Linked DNA regions of Mus musculus: region 1 is linked to region 2. Evidence: chromatin contacts called from public capture Hi-C data. All regions are on one chromosome and are shown on one strand. Each heading gives the region's core, a stretch centred on a gene start, on an enhancer-like site or on the middle of the called end of the contact. The rest is flanking DNA. Distances are from core to core; before and after follow the strand shown.

Evidence for each region. Capture Hi-C pulls out chosen DNA fragments and counts their contacts.
Region 1: a contact with region 2 is called in a capture Hi-C map of bone marrow-derived macrophages, with 6 times the contacts expected there. The contact joins two enhancer-like sites. A contact is called at or near these places in 9 of 39 promoter capture datasets (the 3T3-L1 cell line, the C10 cell line, HPC-7-derived erythroid cells and 5 more), 2 of 115 datasets of contacts at active chromatin or transcription factors (bone marrow-derived macrophages and embryonic stem cells) and 2 of 9 other capture datasets (bone marrow-derived macrophages and embryonic stem cells).

What each region holds. Positions count from the first base shown.
Region 1 is chr10:8,355,813-8,361,984 of GRCm38.p6, reverse strand. The region is part of intron 2 of Ust (uronyl-2-sulfotransferase); the gene reads left to right. Among named protein-coding and RNA genes, the nearest start is that of 4930573G07Rik, 150 kb to the right of the region's middle. Within about 2 kb of position 3,239, at least 26 of the 459 cell types and tissues checked have an H3K27ac peak or open chromatin away from gene starts, as enhancers often do. A contact at or near this core is called in bone marrow-derived macrophages, where this site is marked.
Region 2 is chr10:7,840,298-7,846,945 of GRCm38.p6, reverse strand. All of the region lies in intron 2 of Zc3h12d (zinc finger CCCH type containing 12D), which reads right to left. Among named protein-coding and RNA genes, the nearest start is that of Gm24726, 4.9 kb to the left of the region's middle. Within about 2 kb of position 5,110, at least 110 of the 459 cell types and tissues checked have an H3K27ac peak or open chromatin away from gene starts, as enhancers often do. A contact at or near this core is called in bone marrow-derived macrophages, where this site is marked.

The sequences.
Region 1 (6,172 bases), core at 1,990-4,489, 520 kb before region 2:
GGTCTGGTGGATTTGGTGTCTTCGTCTGGCCTTCAAGGGCACCTGCATACATGTGACATATGCCCTCTCTCACACATATATAAATAAAAATGCATGTAAATATGCATTTATTGGTTTATCTTCATTTTCTCATTTTGAGTGGGTGCGTGACTATTGAATGCTTGAATTATGTACTGTGCATCAGACCAAATTAAGGAGCATTAAAATGTGTTTTCACAGTTCCATGTAAGTGCTATATTTCATAGTCTAGAAAGCTTAAAATAATTGTGTATGCATGTTTGTGTGTGGTATGCCCAGGTGTGCCTGTCTCAGTGTACGTTTAGAGGTGGGAAGAGGGTGTCTGGAGTCTTCCCATGTCTCTGTTTATATCCCTCCTTTTCCCACTCACCTATTGCTAATAAACTTTTATTTATTAAGAAACAAATCCCATTTAGTTCTCTGACAGAGAATAGCTGCATACATTCTGGAGTGCTATTTAAAGTCTCATGTTCTGATGTTGGAATATTCTCATTGTGTATTCAATTTAATCACTTCATCTTACTGTCAAATGTCTAGCAAGGCACTGGAACAGACAGTCCCCATATTAGCAGCTCAGCATGTGTGTATTTTTCAAATGTATTCAAAGATTCTCCAAATACGGTTGTCACTGCTGAAGCTGGTGGGCTCTCTACATATTTTTGTGGACGATGCTACGTGTCCCCTGTGGAAACTTCCATGCCAGGATACATATTTTATAAGGCTAAAACCTAATAAAACTGTAATTCCTCTCTGGGAAAAATAGTCACATTTAATGGAAAGTAATTTAACTTCCACATATTCTAAAACACTGGTTTTAAACAGTAATAATTATAGTATCTGCTAATGTATGTGAATGATTTGTGTCTGATGCGAAAAGTTCTTTCTGCAGAATCCTGAAGGACCCATCAGTACTGAGGGTCACACACCATCTGTTGCTCAGACATGGGAAGGGTTTCCAAAGTCTTATGCTGACAGCACTCAAAGTAGTGGCTTGAATTTTTTTTTAATATATGATTTAAAAGTCTTAGATATGTGCATCAGAGTGAAAAGTCCCACATCACCCTGAAAAAGGTCCACTGATCTTCTATTTCAGGTGCCTTGGGCAGGTGGCATTTGTTTTGTTTTACAGTCAGACCTGTAGGTACCTAGGGACCAGCAGCTCTCAGAGCCTAGGCTATTCGATGCCATGGAATATAAAGGTGATCTTGGAACTCTGAGAGGACATGTGCTAGCATCCTGCCTCCATTCCCACTTTGAAGATTAACAGTGGCTATTCTACTATTGTCAACATTCCTGATAGGAAGATAAGCCTTCTAGATAGGAATTCCCCATGAACCCCATTACAACATCAAAAGTCATCATCAATGTGGTATGCTCAAACAGCTAGAATGCAAGTCTCATTCACAGGATAGGTAGTATGTGCTACTTTAGGAATGGTATTTCTAATTATACAGAGATGGAAAAAAATTAGCAGAGCATATGGAATAAGGCTCTGCTTCATTCGGGACAGGCAGTAGAATTATATGCTGCTTATTTTACATTATTAAGTTGTTGCAGGCTAATAGAACCTAGAATTAACGTGCTTTCTTTGGGGGGAAACACAGATAAATTTTCTAAATTAAATATAGAGTCTATAAATCTTCTAAAGTAACTCTGAATGCTTCTTTTAAAGTTGATTTCTTATATAAATGAGGTGTATGTGTCTGTGTGTGGATGTGTGCTCATGAGGGCAGGTGCCTGGGAAGGACAGAAGAGGTCATGGACTCCTTGGAGATGGAGTTACAGACAGTAGCAAGGTATGGGTCACAGGCACAAGGAATTGAACCCAGGTCCTCTGTGTGTCCTTAAGCACTGAGCCGTCTCCCTGGCCCCTCAGAGGATGCTTCTTTGATACTCCTTTTTATCTGGTCACCATTTTCTTGTTTTAGAACTCTTTAACAGAGGCAAAGGACAATTCGCCCCATCTCTCTCACTTGTCATGCCTCAACCCATTTGTTCTTTAGGTCACGCCCATAGGATCTCAGCTATCCAGTTGGAAAAATTAACTCAGAATGACCTGAGCCTTTCTTTTCTCTCTCCAATAATCAGTTACATCAACTTTCTACAACCCCCCACCTGTGTGTGTGTGTGTGTGTGTGTGTGTGTGTGTGTGTGTGTGTGTATGTGTGTGTGTTAGGAAAGGTGTGAAATTGGGCATGTAAATAGTTGGTATTAGAGACTTCACTTCTGGTTCCTGTGTGTCGTTTTCCAGTTTTATCTTAAAGTCTCCGCAATCCCCTTTCTCTTTCCTCTTGTCCCTTCCTTTTCCTTGGGGCTGAGACGTGGCTGCACCAGTGCAGTCCAGAACCACTCCAGTTTGCTAGCCTTGTCTTGGGTTCAGCTCTTCCTTCTGCATCAGAGCTGAGGCCTCAGATCCTAAATCCTTGGCTGGATCCAGACCCCTTGCTTTTCCTGCAGCTTCCGGAACATTTTAGAAGCTTTGTCATAGTGAAGTACCTAGGATCTCAGCCATCAGCACCCAGAGCTCTGCTCAGAAGCCAAGTTTCTAATCTTAGAGCCTTGGGATGCAAGTTTCCCTCAGGCATTTCTGCCCCACCCCCTCCCTCCCCCAACCCCATCCCCAGCCCATGGTAAAGACCCAATTGGGTGGAACACAAGAATATTTTCTAAGAATGCAGCCTAGTCCTGAGATCCAGGCCTGACCCTCTTCCTCTTCAACCTGCTGAGAAAACCTCAGTCAATCTTTGTAGATAGCTACTTTTTGTAGTAGCTAATCTTGTTTGTATTGATAAACTGTTTTGCCTGCCTTTGAGACCGCTCCAGGCTTTGTTTCCCGAAATCCCGGATCACTCTTCAGTTAGTCACATGACATCGAAAAAATGTTGGCTTTTAAGAAGAATAGATTTTTCTACCTGGGTGTGGTGAAGCCACACTTCTAATCCCAGCCGTCCAGAAGGCAGGAGTACCCTACAGGAGGAGGAGGCAGGGTGGGGGGAGGGGAGGGGAGGGGAGGGGAGGGGAGGGGATACTGGAGGCATAGGTGAGCAGAAACATTGGTTAAATGCCTCAAACCCCTTTTGGCAGCAGAGAGTAAAGTTACTAACCAACGCCTGTTCCATCTGCGCATGCGCGCCAGTCCCCTCGCATTCACGGAGGGAGCATCTCTGAGGATCTCTCTCCCAGCCGGCTGCTTTTCATCTCAAGTGCTTATCAGATGGTGGTCACACACTTAACTGGCACCAACAAAGGACAAAGGAAGCTCATCCTGTGACTGACTTCCATTAAATTCTCCTCTTCGGGAATTTCCATAGCTCCATATGTAATGTAAGAACACAGGATGGAGACGTGTCATCTACCCTGCTCTAGACTGTAATGGCTTCCATAAGTTATCCATGAAGAGAGACAGACAAGCTTTCCTGGCTGGTTGGGGCCTGTTTTTAGTTGCTTTGGCAAGAAATGATGACCGAGAGTTATCAGACGTGGCAGATCAGTCTCTGGAGTTCTGCGTTCTCTATCCTGTGATGATGACTCAGTCTCTGATAAGTACAGAGGGCAGTACATTGCAAACAAATCTCTTTGGAGAGCTGGTTCTTCGTCGTGTTGCACAATTTCCTCAGTTGGTTCACAATGCACTCAGTCTTCACCACCTTAGAGAAGATGTGAGCAATAGGGGGTAAGCCAGCAGCACTGTTCTGTTTTGTTTGTTTGTTTTTTCATTAGATGTTTTCTTTATTTACATTTCAAATGTTATCCCCTGACCCCTCCTCCCACCCCCTGCTCACCAACCCACCCACTCCCACTTGTTGGCATCTGCAATAGTGTTGGGTTTGATGGTTGTTTATGGGATGGATCCCTAGGTGGGGCAGTCTCTGGATGGTCATTTTTTTCAATCTCTGTTCTGAACTTTGTCTCTATAACTCTTTCCAAAGGCATCTTGTTCCCTCTTCTAAGAAGGATTGAAGTCTCTGGGACTGTAGAGCCTGTCCACTCTGTTTCTTTCTCCAGCTCTTTGGTGCTTGCTTAGATGTAGAGATATTCTGAGCTTTCAGTTATGGATCCTGGTGAGAGTCTGTGCTAAGTGGGGCTGCACGATTTCTCACTGCAGCATATTGAGATGTGGACGATGCTTCATTCTAGCCCCTTTCAATATTTAGTGCATAAGTGCAGTCATATCTTTCACATGCAAATATAAAACTCATTTTTCACCCTTTATAAATGAGGTCTATCTGTTATTATGGATGGGACTCCAGGACGAGGGAAAGAGCTCAGTGGGTAAGGGGCTGCGAGCATGGTAACTTGTGTCTGTCTCAGGGCCCGCCATGGTGCTTGCTATAAGCTTGTGTCTGTCTCAGGACCCACTACAGTGCTTGCTGCAAGCTTGGTAACTTGTATCTGTCTCAGGACCTGCCAAAAGAGAGAGCTGATTTGCACAAATTGTCCTTTGACCTCTGCAGGTACACCAAAGCACACATGTGTGTTGTGGCACACACATGTTCCTCTCAGAATAAATAAATAAGTGAAAATGTACTGACAGAATAGGCTAGAACTAAATATATAAATTATAATCTAATGATTATATTTACTTTGCATATAATAAAAATTAAAGTATATAAAATGATAGTCCACTCAGGCTAATATACATAAGCACCACAGACCTGGTCACTTGTAAGCAACAAATTTGTATCACACAAGTCTGGAGCCTGAGTCAAGGAAAGTGCTTGCATATTTGCTGTATGGGGAGGGTCTGTTTCCTGTTTCCTAGTCTGGATCGTCAAGCTGGACCTTACTGGGCAGAAGAGGCAAGACGCCTTCTGGGACTGCTTTTATAGGGCACTAATCTCTTCCCAGGGCTTCACTTCAAGATCCAATTGTCTCTCCCAAGCCTTACCACACTGATTGTTATAATCCAACATATGGATTTAGAGGAGCACAAATATTCAAAGCATATCAGTTCGAATTAGACTATGTAAAACCAAAGAGTGGCCTATGCAATGCAGAAGTTTTACTTTTTTAAATTCAGTCAGTCCAGAAACGGGCAGCTTCCAGAACAGTGGTTCTCAACCTTCCAATTGCTGCAGCCCTTTAATACAGTTTCTTACATTGTGGCAACCCCGAACCATAAGATTATTTCGTTGCTACTTTGTAATATAATTTTGCTACTGTTAGAAATCATGATGTAATACCTTATCTGCAGGATAGTCTTAGGCAGCCACTGTGAACAGGTCATTTGGCACCACTACTGTCTGTGTGCCCTCCAAGCCCCCTAATCCCTACCAGCCAGGGGTTGCACCCACAGGTTGAGAATGACCAGACTGTAACATAGTCATCAAAGAATCATATTTTCTAGTGCATGGCTTCTGTACCTGAGAGTGCTGCCTGGTCCCCAGTGGCCATTGAAGTCACCATTCTTAATGGATAAAGGCATGTAATAAACACCTGTCTCCCAGCTGAATCAGCCTCTTTTAAGCAGCTGTCCCGGGCCCTTAGCTGAGGATGTTGCTGTATTTATAGTCATTGATAGCTTCAGGAAAGCAGGACACATCAGAAAGGACAGGCACACTGCTCATTCATTGTGACTCCAGGTTCTGCCTTTCCTCTCATGGGGCCTGGGTACCACCAGTACACCCGCCTGGAGAGGACTAGATGAAGTCTGGGATGAGCGGGGTCCTCAGTCTGCTTTTTCCTTCTGGGGTGTCAGGCACCTGCTGCCTGCTAGACCAGGAGCAGACGAAGCAGAGTCCAGGATGAGCAGGATCCCAGTCTGATTAGGGGAGAGAAGGAAGGCCTTCTCCAAGAATCTTAGTCTATGGCTCTTTTAAACAAAGGCCTTCCCCGATGATCTTTAATGATGTAGTATACTAGTAGACTTATCTTTTTTCAAAACCTGCTTTATATACGGTTCTTAAACACTTGACCACTGACCAGAGGCAGGGAAGAAAAAAGGTTATTAGTAAAAGGTGGACCTGTTTAGAAGTAGTTCCTTGGGGTGATTCCACTCTTTGTTGTCAAGATGTCAACAGTCTAGTTTAATTGCAAACACCAAACAGGAATCAGCAGCAGCCACAGGATCCAGCAGAAACAGCAAGGCTTCCGCTGAACAGGTACAAATCAACCTAATTGGCCAGAATCAGCCAGAATACCATGAGTTCTATGG
Region 2 (6,648 bases), core at 3,861-6,360:
AGCTGTCCTGGCTGCCCTCTTCTTGGTGAGGCAGAAATGGGTGTGGATTTGAGTTGGAGCAGACGACCCCAGCCCAGAAGCAAACCCTCACCAGATGTCATGCATAGTGACTAACATCTGTAAGCCCAGTACTCAGGAGGCCAAGGCAGAAGTTTAGGGACAGTTCAGCCCATATACCAAGACTTTGTTTTAAAACACACCAGCCTGGTGCGGTGGTTGCTTCGGGAAGAGATGGGGAGGGGAGAGGGTAGGCTGGAGATAGAGTTCATTAGCAGAATGCATTCGTAGTCTGCACAAAGCCCTGGTTTCATCCCCAGTGCTTCATAAAACCAAGCACCGTGGTAGCTGTCTGTCAGCACTCCAGCAGTGGAGGCATGGGAACCAGAAGGTCAGGGTAATCTGCTACATACAGTGATCAAAGTCAGCCTTGGCTACACAAAGCTGTGTCTCTATAAAGAAAGTACATTCATTGCTAGACATTTGTCATGAGGCCAGGTGTCTAGAGGACAGTTATACAGCTTACATTGTGTTTTCTCTCCTCCTTTCCTTCATATGAACATATGTGCACACACACACACACACACCTGTCAAAAGGACTCTAATGGATTCTGGGTCGTGAGTCTATCAGAGCCACCCACTCAATACGCACATGATTCGTGGGGAACCCAGCACTGGCTGTAACACAAAGTGTCTTGGTACTGGCCCTGCAAATCTCTGGGGAAGGAAATAGGGGCCTGGCACATCCTGTCCATAGCTGGCACTCTACCCAGGAGACCACTGATGACAGGACAAAGGCCTATGGGGATGTGGTTCTCCAGTCTGTGGTCCTTTCCCAGGCCAAATGTAGGGAGAGGCGAGAGCTTCAGGGATGGGAATGGATAAAGGTGATGGAGAGATGACAGAAAAGTGGTGATGGGCAGCTTTGTAAAAAGTATAAAGCCCAGAGCTGGTGTTTTCTTGATCTGTGACCTTAGGGGAACCATTGTGTGTCTGAGAATCCACAAAAGAGAAGTCCCTTTCTTTATGGGAAGATTGAGTTCATCTCTTTCTAGAACATGTAAAATAAGTTCTGTGGATCTTAGCATGTCAGAATTTTTTTAAGTCTTCTGGCCTGGTATCAGTGGTACATGCCTTTAATCCCAGCACTCAGGAGGTGGAGGTGAAGGCAGAGGCAAGCAGATTTCTGTGAGCTCAAGACCAGCCTGGTCTAAGAACAAGTTCCAGATCAGGGAGGGCTATACAGAGAAGCCCTGTCTCAAACCTGTCCCCCATCAAAAAGGGCTTCTGCAGTTACTTAGTCCAGCTCAATTGTGTAAATAGGCTTCTAAAAAAGAACAAGGTCTGGAACTCGTGTAGACGCCTCATTTGAAAAGCTGGACACATACTTAGTCAACTTGTTTAGCCATTGATTAATTAATTCCAATGAAGTAAAAGGAAATCACTTTGAACAGTCGGGCCCTCTGTGGTATTAGCTACACTCCAAGGTTTCCATAGCCACGTGGAGCAAATGACTTCCACAGCAGCAATGCAGCTCCAGAGCCTTCCACCCTCACAGTCCCCATGGACAGCCTTGGGACAAGTACTCAGAACTCGGACTTCCAGGCACAGAACTACTCCATCCTCTGGCTCTGGCCTTCTGTTTTCCCGTGTGGACACGAGGAATGCAAGGGGACCGTGGAAACATCTGAGGCCTGGCTCCCCTCCACGTTACAACTCAGGGTTATCCTTTTTTTTTTTTTTTTTTTGGTTTTTCTTAATTGGGCTTGTTCCTTACACAACGACAAAGTAAGCTATCATGTAGAGGAACCCAAAGGACTCCTTGTGTTGTTAAACTGAGGAGACAGAAGGCTTTCAAAGCTTCTTGTGGGGTAGCCCCACACACCCAGCTCCCTCCTGTGTAGATGAGTCATGATCAGAAAGTGTTTCAGAAATCCAATGTGTCCTGAACAAATACATCACCCTTTGCTCATAAATGCCTTAAATCCAGGGCCCAGAACAATTCATCTGGACTTAGCCATCATCCACAGTTTCAGTCTAAACAACCTGAAGTACAGCTGGGGAGGCACCACTGGAAGCCGGGTCTAACCTGAGTCAAGGGCTAACCTTCTCAAAACCCATCAAGTCCCTTCCCCAGCAGCTGGGAGGTTCAGATAGAAGGACAGATGACTCCACGTGAACATTCTATATTGGCACAGGTTATGTGGCATGGTGCATTATCTCTAACTTCTCATTGTATGCCAGTGGTCCCTAATGCTTTGGGGATCACAGACCCTTTCATTATTTATTAAAATCCATACATCTCTGCAGAGAAGCAATAGTAATTGTGCACAAATATGCCATAATACATATCATTGCAAGCCACTCATAGCTTTGAAAGTAGATGGGCCCCAGATCCAGGCCTGCAGGAAAAACTAAAAAGTAGATTCCCCATCAGTCTGTGCTCCAGAAACAAAAGCACATGAAGGCGTGAAGGCGTGGTGGTGTGGTGAGCCATCAAATGACAGCAGGTGTTAGACTGCAGGAAACTTCCCGACAACTGGGGGGTTGAGGGAGGAGCAAGCCTTGTTACCAAAAGTGAGGCTTCTGTTTTCTCTAAGCAGTGGCATGGGCCACCACCAGCTCCAGGGGAGGGAAGGACAGCCAGCTGTGGAAGTTGTCCCTGCCAACAGTAGCCATGCTGCTTATAGGTTAGGGATAAAAAGACACATGTCCCACCACCACTTCAAGGCTTCAAGCTCTACTCTGTTCCCCCGAGAGCAGACAGCAGCCTCACCTCTCAAAGCAGAGGGTAGCAGTGTCTGGGATCCTATGAACCTCAAACGAGGAGGACCTCCTAAGAGCATCTTTCTGGGATTAATAGAATTTTGTGTTCAGGAGCTGGAGGGATGGCTCAGCATTTAAGAGCACTGACTGCTCTTCCAGAGAACCCAGGTTCAATTCCCAGCACCAGAATGGCAGTTCACAATGGCCTGTAACTCCCATTCCAGGGGATCTGACATCCTCACACAGATATACATGCAGTCAAAACACCAACGTACATAAAATAATCTTTTTAAAAAATCTGTTCTCTGTAGGAAGTGAGACACCAGTTTGAGTTTCCATCCTGCATTCTCTATAAAGGGGGCGAAGGGGGGGCTCTCTGTGGTCATCTTTTTCATGGCTGAGGATCTGGTTGGCCCTGGGAACAAACTGTCCCCTGGAGGGCACAGTGGAGGGGCAGAGAATCTACATAGACCTCCTCTGTGCTCTTAGAACTTGGCCTTTAAGAGAAATTAATTACAGTCCATAGTCAAGGGGTTGTTATATTATTTGTTCTTCTCCCTAGGATCCAAGGAGCAAAGAAGTGTGTGTGTGTGTGTGTGTGTGTGTGTGTGTGTGTGTGTGTGTGCATGTGCACGCGTGAGCATTCACACACACACACACACACACACACTCACACTGAAGTATTTGGTAGACAGAAAGTATAGGAAAACACTTAGACGTTGACATGTTTTTTGCAGTGAGTCTGTGTGAGGGTTTCCATTTGCAACCCACACAGATTAAGCGTGGGAAGATAAAACTGACTACAGTGGGAGGGTTGGGTGGCAGTGGTAGTACTGAATAGATTGACCTAAGACACTTACTTCATAGTCATGTTGTCATGTACAGATAGAAGATGTAGTTTCAGTTTGAATTCCAGACTGCAGCAGAGTTCCATCCTCCAGCCCCCCAAAAAAACCCATGAGCTCTCTAGCCTCATTTTCAACAGTGTTCTCTGATTCCCAAGGAGAATGCTTCTTCCTGAGGTAGTCTGTTTGTGATATGGCCACTCCAGCACTTTCTCTCAAACTTGGGAACTTGTTCCATCTTGGGGCTGACATGGGCTTTGATTTGGTTAGTGATGCCTACAATCAGACCCTTTTTCAATCACTGCCTAGTAAGCTTTGTCCAGATCACGCAGAAGTCAGGTATCTCTTCCCCTGCACTTTCTAAGGCTGCTAGAACATTTTTAATTTACACTTATTGATTGGTACAGTCATACGTGGGAAGGTCAGAGGACAGCTAGCATTACTCCCCGTTTCTCTTTCTACCACGTGGGTCTCAGGGAGAAAACTCAGGTCTTCAGATTTGGCAACAGGTATCTTTATCAGCTGAGCAACCTCACTGGCCACTGGATTCTCTCAAGCCTCTGTCCTGGCTAGTTTATTCTCAACTTGACAAGTTAGGGACAGAAGGGAACCACAGTTGAGAAGATGCCTCTGTCAGACAGATTTATACACAAATTTATGGGGAATTTTCTTAGTCAGAGGTTAATGTGAAGGGTCTAGACCTTGTGGGTATTGATATCCTGGGCAAGTGGTCCTGGTGTGTATTTAAAAAAAAAACAAAACAAAACAAAAAGGCAGGCTGAGGAAGCTGTGAAGAACAGACCAGTAAGTAGAATTCCTCGTTGGCCTCTGCTTCGGTTCCTGTCTCTGAGTTCCTGCCCTGAGTTTCCACTTTGGCTTCTCCTGAGATGAACTGTAACCTGAAAGCCAATTAAACCTTTCCTCCCCGAATTATTTCTGGCCATGGTGTCTCATCACAGCAATAGAAACGCCCTAACATTGTCTCTTTAACACCTCACAGACCAAGATGTCGTAGGTTTCCCGTCTGCTGCCGAAAAGGGGCGTAGGAGAGACAGCGAAAGCGCGAATGCACAGTAGGAGCCAGGGGCTCCATCACCACTTGATACTATCCCTGTGGGCAAACCTAGCCGATAAAAGGGGGGGGGGGGGCATATTCTTAAGGCACACCATGCTGGGCGCGTGGGGACACCCACAGGGCTGAACCATTCCAAACTTCTGTCCTACACTGCCAAATTCAAAGTGAGCTCAGATCCCTGGGGGGAGCCTCAGATGCTTGTCGACATGTTTGGAGCCGCTGATAACTGCTTTTCGGAATTCCTACTCAGCTTTTAAAAGGGGAAGTGCGAGTATTTATAGCTGTGAGTGAGCTATTTCCTATGACTCTGCCCTCTGCCCGCCTGTAACTCAGCCAAGTTTGCGCAATGCCCTCCTCACCCAGCACTGAGGGTGGAATCTTGGGAGATTGGGCCACAGCGGAGCTTTGCCAGATCAGGCACAATAGCCACACGCGCCATCAAGCTGGAATCTCTGCACACAAGGAAGAAGCCAAGTTACAAAGACTGACCTGGCCCCGTCTGCAGCTCAAGATGGGAGCAGACACACAAGAACTGCAGCCTTGCCTCACCACCGGCCCCAAGCAGAGGGCTTTGAGCACAACCTAAGCACTTCTGGTTCTCAGGCCCTAAAGGTGGAGATCTACCGGCCTGCTCTCCACAGAGAGGAACCGAGTACTCTCGCCTTTCCAGAATAACACAGCTGGCTGGGGACAGACTCCATAGAAGGAGCCCTATCTGCCAACACCTAACCCTGGGCTCCTGTCTGTCACTTGCTTCGTTCCTTCTGAAGAAAGCTGCTCCTCTTGTGAGCATGGTTAGCATCAACTTGCTGAGCAGGCTACAACAGGCACTTTTCCTAGCTCCCTACTAGGAAGGGTTGATTCCACATCACAGAACCAGAGAGCAATTTGCCTGGTTCACACAGCTACCAAGATACAGAACAGGGTTTGAAAGTCTGATCTAGGAGAAAGAAAGGAGAGAGAGAGAGAGAGGGAGAGGGAGAGAGAGAGAGAGAGAGAGAGAGAGAGAGAGAGAGAGAGAGAGAGAGAAGGAACCCAACAAAGTAAAATGAGAGCTAGCATTTGCTCTAGCTGTACTGCCTCTGGTATGTATACCCAGAAGAACCTAAACCAAGCACAGCATCAGCTTTCACACCCATCTCTGCCAAAACCCTCCTCACGGTATGTGGGTCATAGAGTCAGTCCAGATACCCATGCCTTTGCTCATAGAGAACAGTAGCCTGACTTTGGGTAGCTGTTCCTCACTACGACCCCCTCCCCCCTGCAACTACTGGAAAGTTACCTTCCAGATGGTCCCTGCAGGCTAACACCTGCTGTCATTTGATGGCTCACAATACCACGTCTTAGTGTGCTTTTGTTTCTGGAGCAGCTTTTGTTTCTGAAGCCTGAGAGGAGTTTTTGGGTTAAAATCCAGGTATCTGCAGAACTGATGGGAATCTACTTTTTAGTTTTTCCTGCAGGCCTGGATCTGGGGCCCATCTACTTTCAAAGCCATGAATGGCTTACAATGATACGTATTATGCCATATATGTGCACAATTACTATTGCTTCTCTGCAGAGATGTATGGATTTTAATAAATAATTAAAGGGTCTTTTTAGTCTGGAGACTAAAAGAAATGTAATGTGTATACACAATGGCATATACATTTTAAAAAATGATGATTATGTCGTTTGCAGGAAAACAATAATACTTAAGATTCATCTTAATCAATAGAAGCCAGACTCAGAAAGTCGGAGATGGCATATATATGGAATCTCACTTTATATATTGTGTGTGTGTGTGTGTGTGTGTGTGTGTGTGTGTGTGTGTGTATATATATATATATAGCAGGGAAGGATAAGGGGACTATTTGTTGAGGAGGGAGGGGACCAGTGGGAAGAAAGGAGAAGAGACAAGAGGGGTAGTAGAAAGTGTGGGCCAAGCATGTGACATACATGTATGACTATGCCATTAGGAAACCTATT